3 separate regions of the Mus musculus genome follow, and regions 1 and 2 are each linked to region 3. A link is a contact called in public promoter capture Hi-C data. All regions are on one chromosome and are shown on one strand. Each heading gives the region's core, a stretch centred on a gene start, on an enhancer-like site or on the middle of the called end of the contact. The rest is flanking DNA. Distances are from core to core; before and after follow the strand shown. Region 1 overlaps Sergef (secretion regulating guanine nucleotide exchange factor). Region 2 has its middle 8.5 kb from the start of Tph1. Region 3 holds the start of Otog (otogelin).

Region 1 (2,700 bases), core at 19-2,518, 370 kb after region 3:
GGTGAGACCAGACCGGGGTGGGGGGGGGGCTCACAGGTCCACGTTGTTTCTTAAGTATCTATGCTATTTTGAAAAGGCCGCTCAACCCTGCTAAGCCCTGGACTGCATGTGGAGTGCAGGGGCAAGGGATCCTAGCTCAGGACACTACGAGGAATCTGTATGTGACAAACCAGAACTGGGCAGAGTGCTGATATATGACGGGTGCCTGGCAAACACCGGTCCCCTACTCCAACCTTGGATGTTACTCTCTTCAGCCTGTCTCCAGCAAGGCTTTGGAAGCCTTGACCTCAAGGAGAACTAATGAGGGGAGGTCCTGGTCAAAACAGAGCCCTTTGCCCATGCTGTGTGTAGGTGGGTGGGAATCAAGACAGCCAAAGAAATGTGCATCTCTGCTGTTCCCCACTGTTTCTAGCTCAGACCCCAATCTCCGGCTCTCCCATAGGACAGCCAGCTAAAGAGCCAACCTCAGCTCATCTCATGAGCAAAGCCCAGCGAGGATTTGAGATCCCTTCAGCTCTGACCTTGCTAATTCTTACTCTAAATGCTGTACACACACACACACACACACACACACACACACCTTGTCCCCAAGGCTGTCTGCCTGCCCATTGCTGCCATCTGGTGGTGGGCAGACCCTGCTGCCCTTGGCTTTAGGCAAGCACTGGGCATGCCCCATGGGTGAATGTACCTACTCTAAAGGTGGCTCTTCCTTCACCGCCGGACACACCCTGCACTGTTCCAGGCCACAGATCAATGGGTATCCATTGCCAAACACAACAACAACAAAAAGAAAACAATGCCAGGTTTTCGCCTCTAGCGAAGATGACGCAGCTGCAGTAGGAGACTGAGCTCACTGGGAGGAAGTGGCCTGCCCAAGGTTGCCTAGCTGCCAGGCTCCCAGGACAGTACACAATTTTACTTTACCACAATGTTTAAGGTAAGTGGGCACTTGCAGATCAAAACTAAAGTTAGCCCAGGGCTGAGGAAAGGAAGCCTCCAGAAGGTGGGAACACAATGTTGCAAACACTTCTTGCAAAGCCAGGAAAATAGTTACGAACTCAAACAGCTTGGGCACCAGCTGGAAGGCTTGCTGGAAAGCTTTGCCATCCTCGGACCTTGGAGGGCAGGTAGCAAGAACATCTGCAGGAGACAGCCCCAGGAGCCAGCACAAGCTAGGTTTTAATCTACGCAGTCATCAGATGGGTGAAGACAGGGGCAGCCATGCATGCATGCGTACTTCCTGCGCTCCACCACACACTACAGGCAGGAGCCTGACTTCCTGCGCTCAACCACATGCCTGCTCTTTATAGGGCCCACATATCATACCCTTGGCTCTGTCTGCAGCCATCTTCTGTGCTACGTAATGCAGGGCCAAAAAAAAAAAAAAGCAACGTGTGGCTTTACGCAGACCACTCTGCCATCCTTCCCTCTGTCATCTCACATCTGCTATGTATTTATTGATGTTTTGTAGGGTGTGTTCCAAAGTCCTTTTTCCTTTAAAATGCTAGACTCTGAATCCTGCACGCAAGCCAAGGCTCCTCAAGGGAATGTAATCAAACAATGCTGCCCTCTAGTGGCCAGATGAAGTCAATTTCCCCCTCCCAGCTTGGCTAGCTAGCCATGCTCCCACTCAATCCCACCCTGCACTGGCCTTTAGCCAAAAGTACCTAACTCCAAGGAAGACAGAGTCGACCGGCTCAGCCCCTCAGCTGTCCCCACAAGAGTGAAGGAACCCTCTGTCCTTGGGAACAGATGCACTCTGGAGCATCAAGACCTTTCATGACTTTCAAGTCCCCTCTGCAGATGAGGAAACAAAGGCTCACGGATGCCCAAAGGAGCCCAAGCTGATCAAGCTGACTCATGACTGAGCCAAAAATAGAGCCCACTTTTCCCGCCTCCTGCTACAGCCTCTTGCCTCTTCTCCATGTGACCTCTCAACTGAGGTCCAGGGAGGAGACTCGTCAAGGGCATCCACGCTGCGCTCACTCACTAAAAGGGGATCATGTCCTGGCCTGAAAGAGTAAGCCATTTTCACTTTCCTTTTGAAATAGCCTTACGAAGGCTACCATCAGACCGGAAGATCTGTCCATCCACGTGTGCATTCCCCCTGCCCCTCAGCACACATAATAAATAAAGTAAAATTTAAAAAGAATAATATCTACAACCTCTGACTGGCCACACGAATGAAGGGGGAGCCAGAGAGTTTTTAAGAGTCTTGCCTTGCTAGCATAGAAAATAAAATGCACTTTAATCAGACCTATCAGAGGTAATATTCTGGTATATTTCTTCCTAATCTTTTTATAACATTAGCTGAGAATTAGAAAGTACCGTGCGAGGCTATCCCTGTAGCATTAAGTCTCCTGAGCGCGCCTCTGAATGGCAGTGTGACGCTCCAGCATGTGACTGTGCCTGAGTTCTTTCAACCCACCCCCCTTTGTTTCATTGGTTTCTGTCATTAGAAATCAGGCAGCTGTGCATGGCATGACAATCACTGTCTGAACACATATATCGATCCTGATTACTTCTTAAGCCAGTTTTATTGTCACAGAATGAAACTGGGGTGGCCATAAGAATAACCACAGGGCCAGCGAGATAGCTCGACGTAAGGGGCACCGGCCTCCAACCAAGTCTGACACCTGAGGTCAATTCCCAGGTCCCACGTGGTAACAGGAGAAACCTGGGCCTTTCCTAGTGCTGTGA
Region 2 (2,952 bases), core at 418-2,917, 440 kb after region 3:
GTCAATTAATATTAATGATTAATTAGGTTTTTTAATTAATTAGGAAGAGAAAAGGTCCGGGGGAGGGGAAGGAGAATATAAAAATGATCAAAGTACATTATATGCATGCATGAGCCAATCGTGGTGAGACCCACTGTCTTGTACAATAATTTTTAAGTTATAATCAAGATACTGTCCTTGGCTTTGTCATTACTTACCTTTCTGTTTTAGTGTGAGTTAGGAATCAAACCCAGGGTCCCACACTTGTCAGGCAAGTTCTGACTAATGAGATAAATCCCCAAATAAGTTTTGGGTTGGGTTTGGGGGGGGCGGTTGTTGTTGTGGAATAATTGTTGTGGTGGTAGTGATTTTTTTGTTTTGTTTTATTTTGTTTCTAGTTTCTTACATGTATACAATGTATCTTAGCAGATCCACCCTCCACTCAGATCGCCTCCAGCCCCCAACACATCTTCCAACCTGATATCCTCTTCTTTTTAAACAACACAGAGTCCTATGATGCTGCTCATAAACCATGAGTGTGGGGTCATCCACTGGAGCACAGGCGGACTGCACTCCCACTGCCCTACCAGCCACCACTGCTGCACTCCCGCTGCCCTACCAGCCACCACTGGCAAAAGCAACTCAGGGTGGGAGTTTCTCAGGCCCCTCTCCCCCATATATGCTGATTTTTTTATAACTTTTTATTGATACTTTATGAATTTCCCATCATTCACTCTAGTCCACAGCAAAAGCCCTGCTGAGTTTTGAGCGCCGAGTTATTCAACAACAGAGTGTGGGTGTGCAGAGAGCACACTGTGGCAGCTTGCCACGCATCGGTCAGATGCAGGAGGCCGTTCTCAGGCTGATCTAGTCAGTTTTTTTTTAAAGATCCTATGAACAGATGGATGCTTGTCTACATTTATGTCTGTGCACCAACTGCATGCATGTGGAGGCCAAAAGACGCCATCAGATTCCCTGGAACTGCATTAGAGATGGTTGTGAGCAGCTATGTGGGTGCTGGGAACCGAACCTGGGTCCTCTGCAGGAGCAGCCACTGCTGCTGAGCCACCTCTGTAGCTCACTGATGAGCATTTAATGCCATGCTACAGAGAGACTGAGAGTCCAGTATCCATGCAGTATTGAGAATTGGGTTCAAGAAAAGTATTTTTAATATTAAAATGTGATTTGTATTGAAAATTAAGGGAAAAACATCTATTCAGATAAAAAATGACTATTGCAGAAAACAAAACATACAAAAGATCCCTTCATTGAGAAGGCCCAGGTGCCAGCACGTCCTGTGAGAGACGAAGCTCAAGCTAACAATAATTCCATATGTGTTTGTTCAGAAAGAATACAATCAGCACATGTGTATGTGAGAGAAATGAGGGGTGCGGTGACACAAGACTTTCCTCATTGCTCGTCACCAGGAAGGTCTGAGCACAGAGCAGACACGCTTTCACAGAAACCACCACAGATGCTCCAAGCCCTGTCCGATTCAACTAGACATTAACTTGAAGAGGAAACGCGGTTAATGGGAGAAGTCAGGCCGAGACAAACTCTCTGGAGTCCTCAAGATCCAAATCTACCAAGTCCCCACCCTGAAAAGACTATCACCCTCACATGATGCTTTGGGCCTGTGTCTGATAACACCCGGGGATTTCTGGGGAGAGCTAGACACGAATGTGCTTAGACACCAGAGACAAGATGCAAATCTCTCCTGTGCTACCAAACACACAGGCCAGTACGGTAAACTCACATGATGCCTTCAGCAAGCTCTCGGGGCAGATAACACCTCAGGGCTTTCTGGGAAGAGCTGGGGACACGTTTGTGTAAATGTGGTGCTGTGCATGCTTCATTTTAAATCCACCTCATTTCTCAGTAGTTTAAAAATATATATAACTGAAAACCACATGAGTATCTCTGCTCCATCACCTCAAACCCCCTGACTGAGGGTCATCTCATACTCACTGAGAAGTTAGCCTAGTTAGTGTGGGCCATGACAAAGCTGTGCTTTGGCATTTGTCTAAAGACACATGGGTGGGGAGGCAGAACCCAAGGCCTCCCCCTAGCCCAGGAAACTCTTTGTCTCAGTGTGCTTCAAACATCAGACTAAAGAACACAAAGAATTACTTCACTTTTAGTTTTGTGGGGGTATGAGGGATGTGTCTTGAATCTTACAGAGCCCCCCCCCAACTTTACTAAGATAGTTATTATAAAAGTACTTAAGGGACTGGAGTTAAGAGTACTGGCTGCTCTTCCCAGAGGATCCGAATTCAATTCCGCACATTTACGTGGTGGCTCACAGCCATCTGCAACTCCAGTTCCAGGGGGATCCAATGTCCTCTTCTGGCCTAGTCAGGTTCCAGGCACATACACAGTGCACAGACATACACACAAGAAAAACACACACACACATAAAATAAAAATAAATAAATCTTCTAACGAATTTTAAGGACTCAGTTCCACTTGGAAGAGCCAAGTCGAATGCTTTAGGATGCCCCATTTGGTTAGCAGACAGTAAGAAGGGTGCCCTTACTGGACAGAAGGGAGATGTGGCTCTCTGCCCAGATGAACAAAACAGATGGAGAATGTGTCTTTCTCTGCCCAGGGAAGGACAGTGCTCAGCATTGTTAGGAATCATCAGGAAAGTGGTTGTCTGGGCTTTTAGGATGGGAGAGGTTACCCTATGAGAATCGATGGCTGCTGACCCCAGTGTCTGCAGTCTTGTTTGCTCTGTGCTGTGTACCGAGGCCTTATCACCGTCTCATTCATGGCTGCCAAACCTTCCTCCAAGCAAGTCAAACAGGGTTTGCTGGGGCCACTGAGCACAAAGCCTGGACCATTTGTCTAATTTAATGATCTCTGAAGAGAACCTTTTAGAAAACAGTATCACTGAGTCTACATGGGGCCAGGGGGGAGAGGAAAGTGAGACAATCTCCCTTCCTTGTTTCTGTAATTGAGCTCAAGGGGGAG
Region 3 (2,971 bases), core at 15-2,514:
CTTAACCACTGAGCCATCTCTCCAACCCCTTTTCTTCTCTTTTTTGAAGTTTATTTTTATTTTTGCGTATGAATGTTTGCTTGCACACACACACACACACACACACACACACACACACACAACCACACACACACAGTGTGCATGTCTGCTGCTGTGAAGGCTGTGAAGAGGGTTCCTGGCATTAGAATTATAAACAGTTGTATGCAATGTGAATGCTGGGAACAGAACCCCCATGCTCTGCAAGAGCAACAAGTCCTTTTAACTACTGAGCCACTTCTCTAGCCACTTCTGAATTTCCAAAGTATATCACATGGCTGTTGGTTTCATATTTAGAACCCGGGGAGGGGGAATGTCCTTACCCAGAAGAACGCAGCCCATAGCCACTCAACCCCTCTTTCCTGGCACCATAGCCATCCTTTAAAAATGACTTCCCATTTGATTTTTTGGTGTGGCACTGGGTGTGGGTTCCTTTCCCACAAATGTCTCTACTCTGAGACCACCCTGTGTTCTGCAGGACGCTCTCCTTGACTCTCAGCCAGTGTCTTCGAGAGGCCAGCTTGCCCACCATATGTTTAGAACAGTAGGTGGCACAAAACAGACTCTCAACAAATCTGCTAAATGAATGTGTGCATCCCAAGTTCTAGCCCTACCCTGGGGCTTGTGAGAAGCCCGTTCTTCCTGGAAGTACCTCTTGTTCATAAAACCCAACTTGTCACCACTCTGGCTTTGATGGGAACAGCCAAGCATCTTGGTCCTTCACACAGTATTTCCCGGCAAGACTGTGGACTAAGGCCTTGCCCATCCAAGCTCTTACTGAACAGAGGATGGGGACTTGGGGCCCAGATGAAGCCAGGGGGTGGGGGGCTATGGACACACAGACAACCTCTCTGCAGATTGAGCCCAGTCTCTAACTGCTGAGTGGCTCTTCCCAGGCCTCGGAGGAGTGGGCCTCTGTAAAAGGAGAGAGGCAAGTAGTGAAATGTCTGCTCTCCAGTGGAAGGGGCTTCTAGGACCCAGGTGAGGGAATTGGAGTCTGCCCAGCTTGTCTCATTGCTCCCCCAGAGGCCTTCCCTGGGGAAGGGTAGTTACAAAGGCATAGAAGGACAAAGACTGGTCTGTAGCCTGGTTCTCAACTTATGGTAATGAGCTGGGCAGGCCTGTCACCCTAGCCTGGGGAGGAGTCAAGAGCCTGAGAGGAGGGCCTAAGGGAGAGGGCAAGATTGCCCAGGATTGCAGCCACCAGTGGAGGTGTGACCCACCTAGGAGCAGAGCCCTGGGCCAGGCTCTCTGATTGCCTGGCACCCTGATGGGAGCCCGCATGCCCAGACGATGCTTGCTTCTTCTCTCTTGCTTTTGTCTACTTAGGGTTGAGTCCACTGCAGAGGTGCAGCACCAGGGTGAGACGGGTTATGAACCGGGGGAATCTGGGGCTGGGAAAATGTTTAAGCGAACAGGTCTGGGCCGGGTTGTAGAGAAGAGAAAGAAGGTGTGTGAGAAAGGGCAGAGACCTGTGAGAGGGGAGGAAGACATCTAGACAGCCAGGCCTGGGACCCAGATAAGGTAGTTGAGAAGAGATGGAGAACTAGAGACAACTGAGGTCCAAAGGTCCAAGGGGTGGAAGGAAGGAAACCTTCTCTGGAAGGGTCCCGAGAGCTGGAGAAAGAAAGGGCTTCAGAAAATGGGGGTGGGTTGGGGTGAGGGTGGGGTGGGTGCCCAGTGGGAGAATACAGTGGGAGCCCCCAGCAAAGGGGGTCTTACCTGGTGTGGAGAATATGGTCCCTCCCTAGCCTCAGCACTCACATGGAAAATCAGTGCAGAGCTGCAACAGGAGCCTGCTCCTGAGCCCAGGTAAGTCACTGCCTCACCCATGGTCCCTTCATGCACACAAGAACCCAGGAGCTTAGTGTATCGGGAGGGCTGGGCTTTGGGGTGAGTGGAAGCAAGGCCGCTCCTAACTCCTTACATATGCCAAGCTCATTTCTCATCTAGCCACACATACCAGGAGATGTCCCTTGCAGTGGAGGATGTCACAACAGTTATGGAAGGCCAGGTAAGAGATGCCCGGGGGTGGGGGTGGGGCAGAAGGGCATGTCCCCAGGCAAGGGACTTCCTCTGGGCCTGAGATAATAGAAGATTTTCTCAGGGGTCATGTGGAGAGGAGCGAACACTCTGGTGCGTGTCTGAGTGTGTAAATTCATGACATCCCTCTGTCCCCATTTTTCTAGTCTCTTGGGTCCCTAGTATTTCTTTTTAGGAGAGGCAGGCATCTCCCCTTTCAGGAGAAAGCTGAGTCCTCCCCAGCCCAGAGGAGAGCAGGCAGGTGAGGGCTTAGGAGAGTGGAATTCTCTTCTCAGTCTTACTTGTGAAGCTGGAAATCCTATCAAAGGCCCTCTCTGTACCCTATGCACTGCCACAGGAAGGCTACTCTGAGAGGCAGATCTGGGTAGTGTGGGTGGGGCCTGAGGAAGAGTACTTAAGATTGTCCTCTGACCTGCACACTCTCACAAGTGCACACAGACACTATCATACGCGCGTGCACACACACACACTCTCTCTCTCTCTCTCACACACACACACACGCTCAGATACATAGATATATATGCTCAGACACATGCACATATGCACTCACACATACCCACTCATACATACACACTCACACACATACTCATACACACATACTTGCTCAGACACACAATACATACTCACACACTCACACACACACATACATACACGCTCACATACACACACTCAAACACACATACTTGTTCAGACACACAATACACACACACACTTGTTCAGACACACAATACACACACACTCACACACACATACTTGTTCAGACACACAATACACACATCCATGCTCAGACACTCACACATACATACTTGCTCAGACACACATGTACACACTCACACACTCACACACACATACATGCTCAGACACACACATACACACTCACACACCCACACCC

What was found. Promoter capture Hi-C pulls out the DNA fragments that hold promoters and counts their contacts.
Region 1: a promoter capture Hi-C map of embryonic stem cells shows a contact between it and region 3, with 2.9 times the contacts expected there. The contact joins the enhancer-like site here to the promoter of Otog in region 3. A contact is called at or near these places in 19 of 39 promoter capture datasets (the 3T3-L1 cell line, 3T3-L1-derived adipocytes, the C10 cell line and 12 more), 7 of 115 datasets of contacts at active chromatin or transcription factors (bone marrow-derived macrophages, embryonic stem cells, epiblast stem cells and 3 more) and 3 of 9 other capture datasets (adipose tissue, embryonic stem cells and liver).
Region 2: a contact with region 3 is called in a promoter capture Hi-C map of neural stem cells. The contact joins the enhancer-like site here to the promoter of Otog in region 3. A contact is called at or near these places in 6 of 39 promoter capture datasets (the 3T3-L1 cell line, the C10 cell line, cranial neural crest and 3 more).

The regions. Positions count from the first base shown.
Region 1 is chr7:46,605,948-46,608,647 of GRCm38.p6, forward strand. All of the region lies in intron 8 of Sergef (secretion regulating guanine nucleotide exchange factor), which reads right to left. Among named protein-coding and RNA genes, the nearest start is that of Sergef, 33 kb to the right of the region's middle. Within about 2 kb of position 1,269, at least 138 of the 459 cell types and tissues checked have an H3K27ac peak or open chromatin away from gene starts, as enhancers often do. A contact at or near this core is called in the HPC-7 cell line, bone marrow-derived macrophages, embryonic stem cells and 5 more, where this site is marked.
Region 2 is chr7:46,674,409-46,677,360 of GRCm38.p6, forward strand. No RefSeq gene overlaps it. Among named protein-coding and RNA genes, the nearest start is that of Tph1, 8.5 kb to the left of the region's middle. Within about 2 kb of position 1,668, at least 27 of the 459 cell types and tissues checked have an H3K27ac peak or open chromatin away from gene starts, as enhancers often do. A contact at or near this core is called in neural stem cells, where this site is marked.
Region 3 is chr7:46,239,723-46,242,693 of GRCm38.p6, forward strand. It overlaps Otog (otogelin), which reads left to right and starts at 1,265. Exons shown (of 56, transcript NM_013624.2): 1 at 1,265-1,397; 2 at 1,788-1,848; 3 at 1,990-2,050. The coding sequence starts at 1,307.